2 separate regions of the Oryctolagus cuniculus genome follow, and region 1 is linked to region 2. The links are chromatin contacts, called in public Hi-C maps. All regions are on one chromosome and are shown on one strand. The core of a region is the stretch at or near the end of the contact, and the rest is flanking DNA. Distances in the headings are between cores, read along the strand shown. Region 1 holds the start of ZNF703 (zinc finger protein 703). Region 2 overlaps KCNU1 (potassium calcium-activated channel subfamily U member 1).

What was found. Hi-C and Micro-C count contacts between places; a contact is called where the count stands out from the background.
Region 1: a Hi-C map of embryonic fibroblasts shows a contact between it and region 2, with 5 times the contacts expected there. The contact joins the promoter of ZNF703 here to the enhancer-like site in region 2. A contact is called at or near these places in 4 of 6 Hi-C or Micro-C datasets (ear pinna, embryonic fibroblasts, skin fibroblasts and 1 more).

Annotation. Positions count from the first base shown.
Region 1 is chr2:87,557,171-87,563,969 of mOryCun1.1, forward strand. It overlaps ZNF703 (zinc finger protein 703), which reads left to right and starts at 2,544. Exons shown (of 2, transcript XM_070068547.1): 1 at 2,544-2,942; 2 at 3,918-6,492. The coding sequence starts at 2,709. The coding sequence ends at 5,450.
Region 2 is chr2:86,779,362-86,785,469 of mOryCun1.1, forward strand. All of the region lies in intron 19 of KCNU1 (potassium calcium-activated channel subfamily U member 1), which reads left to right. The region is part of intron 2 of LOC108175898 (a long non-coding RNA gene); the gene reads right to left. Among named protein-coding and RNA genes, the nearest start is that of KCNU1, 84 kb to the left of the region's middle. Within about 2 kb of position 2,955, at least 2 of the 8 cell types and tissues checked have an H3K27ac peak or open chromatin away from gene starts, as enhancers often do. A contact at or near this core is called in ear pinna, where this site is marked.

The DNA.
Region 1 (6,799 bases), core at 1,294-3,793, 780 kb after region 2:
CTCAGGATAAAGAGCAAATATTCCATTGCCCTGCTTTCTTCTCCCAGCTCCCTGCTGCTCCTGCCCGCTTTTCCATCTTTCCCTCCCAAATTCCTGAACGCCTTTTCTCTCTCTCCCCCTCCCCTTTTCCTCCCAACTCATTTCCCATTAATCATTTCTAACACACATCTGCTTGGGTCCTAGAAAGATTTCTTGGCTCACTCTCACAGCTGGGCTGGTTACAATAATCAAGGATTCTTTCATCTTTGTCTCCTAGGTCTCCCCTCTTCCCAGCTCTTCCTCCCACAAACACGCCTACAAAAGCCAGCCCCTCTGCAGAGCAGCTCACTTCTGTTTTCTTTCTGCATACCGTGAAGTTGCCCTGCACTGTTAAAGGTGATGCCGGCGGGGACAGCCAGGTCATAATGTTCAGGGGCCGGCAGGGGCAGAGCCCACCGCAACAAAATTAACAGAGAGGGGGGAGGCGGCAGCACTTTGGTGCAGCAGGTTAAGCCACTGCCTGCAGCGCAGGCATACCATGGGGGCGCCATTTGAGTCCTGGCTGCTCCTCTTCTGATCCAGCTCCCTGCCATTGCACCTGGGAAAGCAGCAGAAGATGGCCCAAGCAAGGGCTTGGGCCCCTGAGACCCAGAAGAAGCTCTGGGCTCCTGGTTTCGGATCAGGCTAGCTCTGACCGTTCGGACCATTTGGGGAGTGAACCAGTGGATGGTGCTTTCTCTTTTCTGTCTCTCTCTCTCTCTCTCTCTCTGTAACTCTGCCTTCCAAATGAATAAATAAAAGTAAAATAAATGGGATCCCCCATCATTCCCTTCCAGTCCTGTACCCCTCTTGCCCTATGGCTGACACCTCCCACTAGGGGCACCCTTTGCCACTTGGCTTTACCAGGATTAAAATCTGGGGAGGGAGAGTCTGTTTTTTTGTCTTGTTGGTTCACTCCCCAAATAGCCAACCCAAACTCCATCCAGGTCTCCCAAGTGGGTGGAGGGACCCAAGCACTTGGACCTTCTTCTGGTTCTTTCCTCCCAGGAGCGAAATCAGAAGTGGAGCAGCAGGGGCTGGCACCGGAGCTCTTACAGGGTGCCGGCATGGCCGGCAGCACTTAACCCAGAGCGCCAGAGCGCAGGCCCAAGGCTGTGCAATTTCTAAGAGGTCTCTCCATACTGTCCCCAAATCAGCAGGGGTGCGCATCTGACTCCGCGTGGGGCTGATGTGGCTGAGAGCCGTGCCTGCTGTGTTCTGCACAGAACTGGGCGGGGCAAAGACATTGACTATGGTTTCTGTGAGAGTGACTTCGTTCTGGAATCCCCTGTCCTCGTCGTGGGTCCGCCTGCGGTCCGAGGGCGTGGGTCAGCTCGCCAGGGTCAGGAACGAGCAGTCCTGGGGTCATGGGCCCCAAGCGGCAGGCTGACAGTACCGTGACGGATGGGGGTTTGGCAAGGCGGTGCTCCCAGCGAGACGGCGACACGAGCGCGCCTCCACCGGGCGCCGCGAGCACGGGGAAGCGGGCTCCCCGGAGGCCGGCGCACAAAGACCGGCTTCCTGTGCTGAAGAGCGGCGGGTCAGCAACTCCAGCGTCAGGACCGGGACTTCGGCAAACCTCTGCGGAACGCGAAGCTGACGCTGCCACTTCATCCCAGCGACACCGGGAGCTTAGCAGCGTGTTGCGGATCTTTCGTAAAGTTTCCATTCTGAAATTTCCCTCTGCAGTTTCCTCCTCCCCCGGCGAGAAAATGAGGGGGCCGTCTCCGGAGTGTGTGTCGCCGTCCAGCACTCAGGAGAGGTCCCGTCCTCTGGACACCGGCCTCTCTGGCTGAGCCGGGAGCCCCCAGACTAGCGGCTGGGAGCGCAGCAGACACGCGACCCCTGGCCATCAGACAGGGCGCCCCGAGAGGCCTCAAACACACCCCCAACGCCCCGCCTGGGAACCCGGGGCGCTGGGTCGCCACCGGCTTCCCCCCAGAAGTTCTGGAGCCTGCGGGCTTCGGACCCGACAGGCTCAAGGGGCCGGGGGCAGCTCTCGCCGCGACCGGACAACAGCGGGCGCTTCCAAGGAAACACGCTCGGGACCGGCCGCTCAGTGGCAGGCGACCAGGGCCCCGAGAAGGGCCGGGACTTGGGGGGCGCGGCCCGCACCCCTACACACACCCACAAACGCGCGCGCGAGGCCTGCAGGAGACGCTGGGACCCCAGCGCACCTCCGCCGGCGCCGCGCACCACCCGGTGACAGCCCCCGGGTAGGGGGAAGAGAGACAGGCCTGGGGGCGGGGGGCGAGAGAAAGGCATCAGAGGGCCGGGCACCGCCGAGCCCCCGCAAGGACCCCGAGGCGCGGGAGCTGGGCCGCGTGGGGGAAAGGCCCGGGTGGCGGCGGCGCTCGCGCGCGGACCCTTTAAGGTTCTCCCCGCCCACCGGCGGCGCCGGCCTCCGCCCGCCGCTGTCCCCGCCCTGGGGTCCCGGCGAGAGCTGCGATTGGGCGGGTGCGGCGATCCCTTTGAAGTGTGGCTGCCGATCGCGGCTATTTGACGTGCGGCTCGCGGAAGGCGAAGGTTTTTGTGTGGCTCGCCGGGGCTAGCGGCGGCGGTGGAGGCGGGGAGCCGGCGAGCAGGCAGCGGCCGCGGCCCCGCGCTCGACGCTGCGGAGCGAGCCACCCGCCCCGGGAGCTCGCCTCCCGCTGCTCCCCGGCCCCCCCCAGCGGCGCTGCCTCCTCCAAATGAGCGATTCGCCCGCTGGATCTAACCCAAGGACACCCGAAAGCAGCGGCAGCGGCGGCGGGAAGAGGCCGGCGGTGCCGGCGGCGGTGTCCCTCTTGCCCCCGGCGGACCCCCTGCGCCAGGCGAACCGGCTTCCTATCAGGATCCTGAAGATGCTGAGCGCCCACACCGGCCACCTCCTGCACCCGGAGTACCTGCAGCCGCTGTCCTCCACGCCCGTGAGCCCCATTGAGGTCAGTCTCCCGGCCGCTGCCTGTCCGGCGCCGCCCACCCCCCCCCCGCGCGCGCCCCACCGCCGATGGCTCCGCGGCCCTGCGCCCTGCGCCCTGGGGCTCGGCGCGACGCCTGAGTCCGGCCACGCTGGCGGGCAGGGTGAGAAAGCACGGGAAACAGGGATCCGAGCCCATCGGGTCTCTCCCCCTGGCCTCCCGAAGGGAGGTGCCTCGTCCGCGCCCGGGGCCTTTGGCGCTCCTGCTTTCTCGGTCTGGATCTGTTCTGGGAGCCCACGCTGGGAGCTTTACTTTTCCTCCGGCACCCAGTTTCCGGGCCAGAGGTGAACTCTCGGGGGCCTCTCCTGCCCCCTCCCCCCGCCGCCCCAACTCGCTTGATTCTCTTGGAAGCCCTGACCCGCCTGGGTCCCACTCCGCCTCTGCCCATACGGTTAGAGCGCACGGCGCCCAGGCGCTCCCGAGCCCGGCGTTTCTTCCTCCCTCTTGTCCGGGTGCCCTCCCCGGCAGGGAAGGAGGGAGGGGCCGCGAGCAGAGCGCCGACTGCCGCCCTGGCTCCAGAAAGCGCTTCTCTCCCCGCTCCCGACCCGCGGCGCCATCGCCAGAAACCCGTCCCAAACGAACTTCCTCCAAACTAGAGGAATAAGTTTCTCCCCGGGCCTGGGAGAAGGAGAAATTGGAGCGAACGAGGGGCGAGCCACAGCCCTGACCCCGGAAAAGTCACCTTCTCCCGCGGCGGCCCTTGGCGATCCCCTTCCACTGCCCCGTTCCCCGGGCCCGTGACGCACGCCGGTATCGCCTGGCCGTGAAAGCGCGGTGCTCTCCGTGCTGCCCCGCCCGGGCCCGAGCCCGGGCCCGGCCCTCGCCCTCTGTCCACAGTCGTCGTCCCGAGGCCCTCCTCGCCCCCCCCCCCCGCGCGCCCGCCCCGCCGGCCTCCGAATCTCACCCCCTCGCCTCTCCCCTTGCCTCTGTCGCCCACAGCTGGACGCCAAGAAGAGTCCATTGGCGCTGCTGGCCCAGACCTGCTCGCAGATCGGCAAGCCCGACCCGCCGCCCTCGTCCAAGCTCAACTCCGTAGCGGCCGCGGCCAACGGGCTGGGAGCAGACAAGGACCCCGGCCGCTCGGCCCCAGGCGCCGGCTCCGCGTCCGCCGCGCTCAAGCAGCTGGGAGACGCCCCGGCCGAGGACAAATCCAGCTTCAAGCCCTACTCCAAGGGCTCCGGCGGTGGCGACTCCCGCAAAGACAGCGGCTCCTCCTCCGTGTCCTCCACCTCCTCCTCGTCCGCCTCGTCCCCGGGAGACAAGGCGGGGTTCAGGGTCCCCAGCGCCGCCTGCCCGCCCTTTCCCCCGCATGGAGCGGCAGTCTCCGCGTCCTCGTCCTCGTCTTCGCCCGGCGGCTCCCGCGGCGGCTCCCCACACCACTCGGACTGCAAGAACGGCGGCGGCGAGCTGGACAAGAAAGACCAGGAAGCCAAGCCCAGCCCAGAGCCGGCGGCCGTGAGCCGCGGCGTTGGCGGCGGCGGGGAGCCGAGCGCACACGGCGGCGCCGAGGCCGGGTCCTCTGAGCGCAAGTCGGAGCCGCCCTCGGCCCTGGTGGGGGCTGGCCATGTGGCGCCGGTGTCGCCCTACAAACCCGGCCACTCGGTATTCCCGCTGCCTCCCTCCAGCATCGGCTACCACGGCTCCATCGTGGGCGCCTACGCCGGCTACCCGTCCCAGTTCGTGCCTGGCCTGGATCCCAGCAAGTCCGGCCTCGTGGGGGGCCAGCTGTCGGGGGGCCTGGGGCTGCCGCCCGGGAAGCCCCCCAGCTCCAGCCCACTCACCGGGGCCTCTCCGCCCTCCTTCCTGCAGGGATTATGCCGTGACCCCTACTGCCTGGGAGGTTACCACAGCGCCTCGCACCTCGGCGGCTCCAGCTGCTCCACCTGCAGCGCGCACGACCCTGCGGGGCCCAGCCTGAAGGCGGGGGGCTACCCGCTGGTGTACCCCGGGCACCCGCTGCAGCCCGCCGCGCTCTCGTCCAGCGCGGCCCAGGGCGCGCTCCCCGGCCACCCGCTCTACACCTATGGCTTCATGCTGCAGAACGAACCTCTGCCGCACAGCTGCAACTGGGTGGCGGCCAGCGGGCCTTGCGACAAGCGCTTCGCCACCTCGGAGGAGCTGCTCAGCCACCTACGGACTCACACGGCCCTGCCGGGCGCCGAGAAACTCCTGGCCGCCTACCCCGGGGCCTCGGGCCTGGGCAGCGCCGCCGCCGCCGCTGCCGCCGCCGCCGCCGCAGCCTCCTGCCACCTGCACCTGCCCCCACCCGCCGCGCCCGGCAGCCCCGGGTCGCTGTCCATGCGGAGTCCACACACTTTGGGGCTAAGCCGGTACCACCCCTATGGCAAGGGCCACTTATCCACAGCGGGGGGCCTGGCCGTGCCGTCGCTGCCCACAGCCGGACCCTACTACTCGCCATACGCGCTGTACGGACAGAGACTGGCCTCGGCCTCTGCGCTCGGGTACCAGTAACTGCGGTCCCTCCGGCCACCGCCGCCGCTGCCGCTTCCCGCTTCGCTGCTCGCCCCGCCGGAAGCCCCCCGCCCTCCCCACCGGACTGTGTATTTATTTACTGTTCGCTTACAAGCTGGGAATATAAGTGCATTAACGGCCCACACGAGTCGATGGTATGCAGAAAGGCTGTAATAATATTAATCACACCAATAACTACATCCCCGCCCCCTCTTCCTGCCCTTTTTTTCACCCCCCACCCCCACCCCTTAGGTAGAAGTTTTTTAAAGTTTGATGCTTTTTTTTTTTCCTTTCCTGCTTGGTTTGGTTTTAGGGAAGGAGGGTGAGTTCGGTTTTCCCTCGCAGGGGGATTTCTTGCATGCGTCTTCTCCCCTTGAAACGACACCCACCACCACCATCACCACCACCACCACCACCCCACCCTCCTTTTCCCCTCTGGTTTGCTTCCATTCGAGGTTCTGGTTTTTTCCTTTGGACAAGCAGCGGAGTTATGGTTTCTGTAACACGGTTTGGGGTGCAGGGGGGAGGGGCCCGTGAGCGCCTCTTAGCGGCAGCCCTGCGTCCCCTCCCGAGGGACCCTGGGTCTGGGCCCCCCTATTGACTGCCCTGCTCCCCGACCGGAGCTTCCCCCACCCCGAGCTCACCACGGGAGGGGTGCACCTGGCCCCCGACCCTTGACCCCCTCACACCCCCCCCCGTCCCCGGCCCCCTTCCAGACCCCTCCCTCCGGGCCCCGACACTGGTGGTCCCGCCGCCCGCTGGCGTGGAGCTCGGCTCTTTTTTAATTTTTTTTTTTTTTTTCTGCAAAGTGCATTATAGTCGTGGTCTCTCTGCCTAGGCCGGGCTGCGGCGGCGGGGGCGGGGTCCTCGGCGAGCCCCCTCCGGCGCGCGGGGTCAGAAGCGGACGCCCCCCCCCCCGCGGCGGCAGCGGCCCGGGGTCTTCTCCCCGCCCCGCCGGGGGCTGCGGGGCCCGTGTGGGTGAACAGAGCGCTCCCTTGGTAAGACTTATTTTGTTAATAAATGGAATTCTTGGCTATATTCACACCGTGGTGTGTCTCTCTGTCGCCTCACGCGCTGTCCCGCTCGCAGCCAGCCAGGCGGCGGCGGAACGCCTCGTTCCTCCAGAAAGTCCCGCGCCGACGCACTTACCCAGACGCCTGGAGTTGCGTTCTTGTCAAACGTCGAACCCGGGGTCGGGGGAGGGGGGAGGCATTTGTAAAACTGGGGTTCGCGGGGCCGAGGCCCACCCGAGGCCGGCGGGCGGGCGGAGACCGCGTGCCTCCGGCGCCACCTGGTGGCGGGCAGGCGAGCGGCAGGCGGCCCACAGACCCGACGGCGGCCCGCTCGGT
Region 2 (6,108 bases), core at 1,705-4,204:
CCACTAATACTATATAAAGAATTCCTTTTTTCTCCACTCCCTTGTCACTATGTTACTGTCTTTTTGATAATAGCTATACTTTTTTTAACAGCAGAATTGAGTCTTTATTTTATTTTTTAAAAGATTTTGTTTATTTAAGTGGTAAAGTTACAGAGAGAGGGAGGGACAGAGAGACAGGTCTTCCATCCACTAGTTCACTCCCCCAAATGGCCACAGCAACTGGAGTTTAGCCTATCGAAAGCCAGGAGCTTCTTCTGGGTCTTCCATATGGGTACAGGGGCCCAAACACTTGGGCCAACTTCTACTGCTTTCCCAGGTCATAGCAGAGAGCTGGATCAGAAGTGGAGCAGCCAGGACAGGAATCGGTGTCCATATGGGTTACTGGCACCACAGGCTAAGGCTTAGACCACTCTGCCATAGTGCCAGCCCCAATAACAGCCATTCTAATTGAGGTGCATTGATATATCATTGTAGTTCTGATTTGCATTTCCCTGAATGGCCAGTGATATTTTCATATATTTATCAGCCGTTTACATTTCTTTTTTCAAAAATTATCTATTCATATTAATTGCTTATTTTTTAAAAAAAAAAAAGACTTATTTGAAAGAGTTATAGAGGGAGAGGGAGGGGAGGAGAGAGAAAGAAAGCTTTTTCTTCCACTGGTTCACTCCCAAGCTCTTCCATGTGCTGGGATGTCAGCTGTTTTACCAGCTACACCACAATGCCAGCGCCACTTGCCTGTTTTTATGAGATTATTTTTATTGTCAATTTCTTTGTGTCTCATATACTTTTTGACAGATGAATGGTTAAGCACAGAGTTGTCTATTTGGGTATAACATAGCCCATACCTAGTAAACCAAAAGCCTCCTTTGTTTTTTTTATTCATGTATGCCTGTTGTGTGTACCCTTACCGTAGCATTTTAATCATGCTCATTAAGTGAATCCACATTCACTTTACTGCTGCTGCACAGCCAGCATTTCACTTCCAGAATTCCCTTTCTCCCAGAATCCAAACAGCACCATGTTCCCAGTCCTGTGGTGTCCTGGCTGAGATCCCTGAACCTGCACCGATGCTTTTCTCATTAGCTAACGGTGTTCTTTGGGTCCACCACCATCTCTAGCAGAGGTGCGGTCTGCCGTGATGTGTATCAAGCCCTCCCTTCATCGAGTCTCAGTACCATGGTCCAAGAAAACAGTAGGACAAAATGACGTGCCCATATACTACATAGTTACAGGGAAAGGGTGGGGTAGAGTTAGAGTCATGCAGACAAGTTGACGAGCACTGTTTAATCACAGTGAGCCAGAGTTTTGACTCCGTGAAAGCAATAGGGCGGCAGCTTCTATACGATAAGCTTAAGGAGTGTAAGAGAGTGAGCAGGTGCTGTCTTTTGGTCCTCTCACTATCTCTTCTTTAGTTCTTATTTTGCATCTGCAGGCAAACATCAGATCTCTGAGAATCATTGTGCCACAATCCTAGCAAAGTAACCATACAGGTAGAACTAATTCATCTGGTATGGTTGACTAAGTTATCTCTCTATATGAACAAACAGTGTTTTATTATTATTGCTTACAATGGCTGACAAAATAGTTTCAGGCTTCATCAAAGCATCTAGTGCCATAGACAAGTCTCTCTTCCTTGCCCTTCTCTTCCCACCCTTCCTCGCTTTCCAAGCCGTAGTAAAGGAGGCACAAGGGCTCTCTTTCACTCTCTTTGTGGCAGGTCTTAAAAAATGAAGTCAAATTCTCCCAGGAATTGCGGGTATGGAAATGTCCATTGATTTGTCTGGGTGAGAAGGTGGGGACGCATCCCTTATAGCTTGGGAATAAAAATTAGAGTGGGATGGCTGATTATCTGCTGGGCGGATACATTTATTCCCATCGAGTAATTAGTGGTAGCATCTTTTCCTCCTTCATACCGTGGATCATCTTCTACAAGGCAGGGGTGAGGCCTTGTTGTTGGCTTAGGGTTGCATATGAAAGACCAACCACATAAACAAGGTAGAGAGCATGGGTAGCTTAGTCATTGTTTCCAAGTAAAACTATTCAAGGCCTAGGAGCATGACTTGCATAGTTTCCAGGGGAAACAAACGTGAAGTAGACAAACACCCAGGGTTTTCATTCCCTGTTCTCTGCTCTCCCTCCGACACCTCGCCATCCTCTTTCTCAGGGGCGCACCATGGCCAGCTACTCACTGTCCCCACCTGCCTTTTTTTTTTTTTTTTTTGACAGACAAAGTGGACAGTGAGAGAGAGAGAGACAGAGAGAAAGGTCTTCCTTTTGCCATTAGTTCACCCTCCAATGGCCGCCACGGCTGGTGCGCTGCAGCCAGCACACCACGCTGATCTGAAGGCAGGAGCCAGGTGCTTCTCCTGGTCTCCCATGGGGTGCAGGGCCCAAGCACTTGGGCCATCCTCCACTGCACTCCCTGGCCATAGCAGAGAGCTGGCCTGGAAGAGGGGCAACCAGGAAAGAATCCGGCGCCCCGACCGGGACTAGAACCCGGTGTGCCAGCGCCACTAGGTGGAGGATTAGCCTATTGAGCCGCGGTGCCGGCCCCCACCTGCCTCTTAAGAGGCACTCCTCAGGCTTACTGGTCCCCATCATTATCTCTTATATGAAACTTCTTTTGCAAAAACAGAACTATAAAGCCCAAGCCCTTCCAGGCGTATTTCTTTCACCCTGGCTCAAGGGCCTCAGCTAAGGGAAAAACTCCTACCTGCGGAACTTCAACCCTGAGTCGAAGTGGGCGTGTGATTTTTAGGTGACATCCTGTCTACGCCTAAAACCACACCTCCGACGCCTAGAGCATGCTGGGATGTGTTCGTTTAGGCTTCAGGAAAAAGTGACACAGGGTGAGGCCACCCAGCCCCAAGGCTATGGTGGGAGAAGTGGAACATCAAGGGTCAGAGCTCAGCTCTGTGGTTTCCCTGCTGTGTGGGAGGATGAGCGAGTCACTTCCTGTTCTGTGGCTGAGAGAAGTCATCTGTAAAACAAATAGCACCAATCCCACGGGCGGATGAGAGGATTAAGCCTAAGACTTTTATAAAAGATCCTAGCACAGAGGGAGCGCTGGAGAAACGTCAGCATTTATCAGGACGACCCAGGAGACAGGACTGTCCTGCCACGTGACTGAACCAGCAGAGTCGCCGCAAAGCAGCTTGCTGTTTGTTAGGATGGTGGTGCTAACTTCGTGCTTTTGCCCTCACACCCCCAGGGTGAGGTGGAAAGACAGGGCTTACTGAGAAATTTCACTGCTATTTCCACCAGGCAGCAGGGTGGCTCAGGGGAGGGCAAAACAGCCACCGGACTCACCTCCCATGGAGCAGGTGGACCCAGCTCCCGGCTCCCCGAGAAGAGAAGCAGCTTGGCCTCTGCCTGCCAGGAATGCTGGTTTTCTGGCCCTTCCTTTAAGCACAGGAGGCTGTGAGAATGCTCAGTCTTCGTCAGACTCCTGTTTGCCTTGTGAAGGCTACACTGGCTTTGAGGGTGAAAGTCAAGGGCAGTCCCCTAAGTGTCCTCCTCTACTCGGCATCCGACTTAAAGGGCGTTTACCCAGCCTGTTATCTATCGGCTTTTATACAATTAGTGATCACTTTGTAAGCAAGGAAGGCGATGTAAGTTTTAAAGTTTATTTATTTATTTGAGAGGTAGAGTTACAGATATTGAGAGGGAGAGACAGGGAGAGGTCTTCCATCCACTGGTTCACTCCCCAGTTGACTGTAATGGCTGGAGATACACCGATCCAAAGCCAGGAGCCAGGAGCTTCTTCTTGGTCTCCCACACAGGTACAGGGGCCCAAGCACTTGGGCCATCCTCTGCTGCTTTCCCAGGCCTTAGCAGAGAGCTGGATTGGAAGAGGAGCAACCAGGACTCAAACTGACGTCCATATGGGAACCTGGCACGGCAGGCAAAGGATTAACTTACTGGGCCACAGCGCTGGCCTCCAGGCATTTGGGAAGAATCTTTCTTGCCAAACAGAATGGAGAAAAAGCATCTTTAACAAACCCCTCTTCCCCATTCTCCCACCTCCCACCTCTCCTTCGCTCCTGCCCCTAGCCTATTCCACGGCCGGCTGATGACGGCAAACACAAGGCAGGCAGAACTTGAGGGTTGCTGGGGAGCCGTATAGGTAGCAACACCTCCAGCACACAGGCAGCTATCAGGACAATAAAATATTGTTCCTTGCTTCCACCCCACAACCAATTAGGTCAGCTGTAAATATTGCAATTGCTGGGTAAACATGCTGGAAGATTGTGCTGACTTGTTACTATAAGTGAAAATGTAATTAGATTTATAACACTTTTTTTTTTCCTCAAACCATAATTTACAATAACAACAGAAGAAAAAAAATTTTTTTTCTTGCAACCTGCTGAAATATCATTATTAAAAATGCACGTGAAAAGTCAATTACGCCAGAGGGAGGTATTCAAGAGAAGTGAATTTTCATACCCCAGGATTACACCGTGGGGATTACAGCTTTCTTTTCTTTCTTTCTTTCTTCTTCCTTTTTTTTTTTTTTAATGAGATCTTGGTTGCTGCCAAATGAAAAGGAGCAGCTATTTTGCTTATTTCCCTCTGAAATACGGCTGCAGATAGTGCCAGGAAGTAACCTGGATCCCTGGAAACCGACTCTCTCCTCCTGCAAGCTCCAGGAAAAACTAAGCAGTCACCTTTAGTTTTTACTTGCAAGCCCTGGCCCCCTTTCAGCAACTGTCATGCTCCTTAAAATGAGTGGAAATTGAGCTTTTGTTTTCCTGAATGCCGTTCTGTTTTTATACTCTAAGCGCCTAGATTATCATATGGAATTCTATGGGGGCGGTTCTTATGGACAGATCAGAATAAGCCCCCATTTTGATTTGAGACCTGGAGTCTTCCTTGCTCAGGGTGGCAGTCAGTTGGAGCACAGTGCAGCCCCCACAGGACACACAGCAGCAGGACTTGCAGGCTGTGGGTCTTAGCGTCTGCTCTGTGGAGTCCGAGTGTCAGGCAAGAGCCTATGTGTGCAGGGAACCTCAGCCTCTTTGTCTCTCTCGGAGGTTGTGGTTCTAATGTCACTGCCAGGTTCACCCAGACGTGTTGTTGCCTCTCTGCTTTACTGCGTCCTCTCTAGGAAGCCAGGTATTATTACAGCTCATCTGCAGTTAGGGGACCTGTGGCTAATTCAAAGGCAAGTTCAAGAACAAGTCCTGAAGGAATTTGTTAGTGTAGGAGGGGCCAACACTGAGAAGCTGCCATTCTGTGGCTCAACCTGCCCCTAAAATGCTCAGCTTAGATAACAGAAGACATTTTTAACATGTACTTTTTCACACTGCTAGTGTATAGATTGCAGATAAGTTACTTTTTGGAAGAAAACTTTGATATGGTTGTGTAAGAATTAATCATGAAACTAGGTCGACTATGTTTATGTGTGTATGTACACATGAGGGTACTTGAAAAGTTCATGGAAAATGAGCTTAAAAGAAGTTTATTTTGGGCCGGCTCCGTGGCTCACTAGGCTAATCCTCCATCTGCGGCACCAGCACACCGGGTTCTAGTCCCAGTTGGGGCGCTGGTTCTGTCCCGGTTGCCCCTCTTCCAGTCCAGCTCTCTGCTGTGGCCCGGGAAGGCAGTGGAGGATGGCCCAAGTGCTTGGGTCCTGCACCCGCAGGGGAGACCAAGAGGAAGCACCTGGCTCCTGGCTTCAGATCAGCACAGTGCACCAGCCGTGGAGGCCATTTGGGGGGTAAACCAACGGAAGGAAGACCTTTCTCTCTGTCTCTGTCTCTCACTGTCTAACTCTGCCTGTCAAAAAAAAAAAAAAAGCTTATTTTGATGCAAAATATTTTGAAACCTGATCATACAAGGAGTCTTGAAAGGTTTATGGAAAATGCATATCATGAACAGACTATGCAATGATCTCAAATTCTTTAAATTTCATTTTCCACAGTTTTTTTTTTTAAGCACTCTTACATATGAAGTACATGCACATATATGATTTACATCATACAGTTATAATGCACCAGTACATACAAATATTATTATATATAACATCTCTACGCAGGAAGATCTGTGCGAGGCAAAAATGACAAGTCACAAAGTTTATAGACTTTGATCAAAAAGCATCTTAAC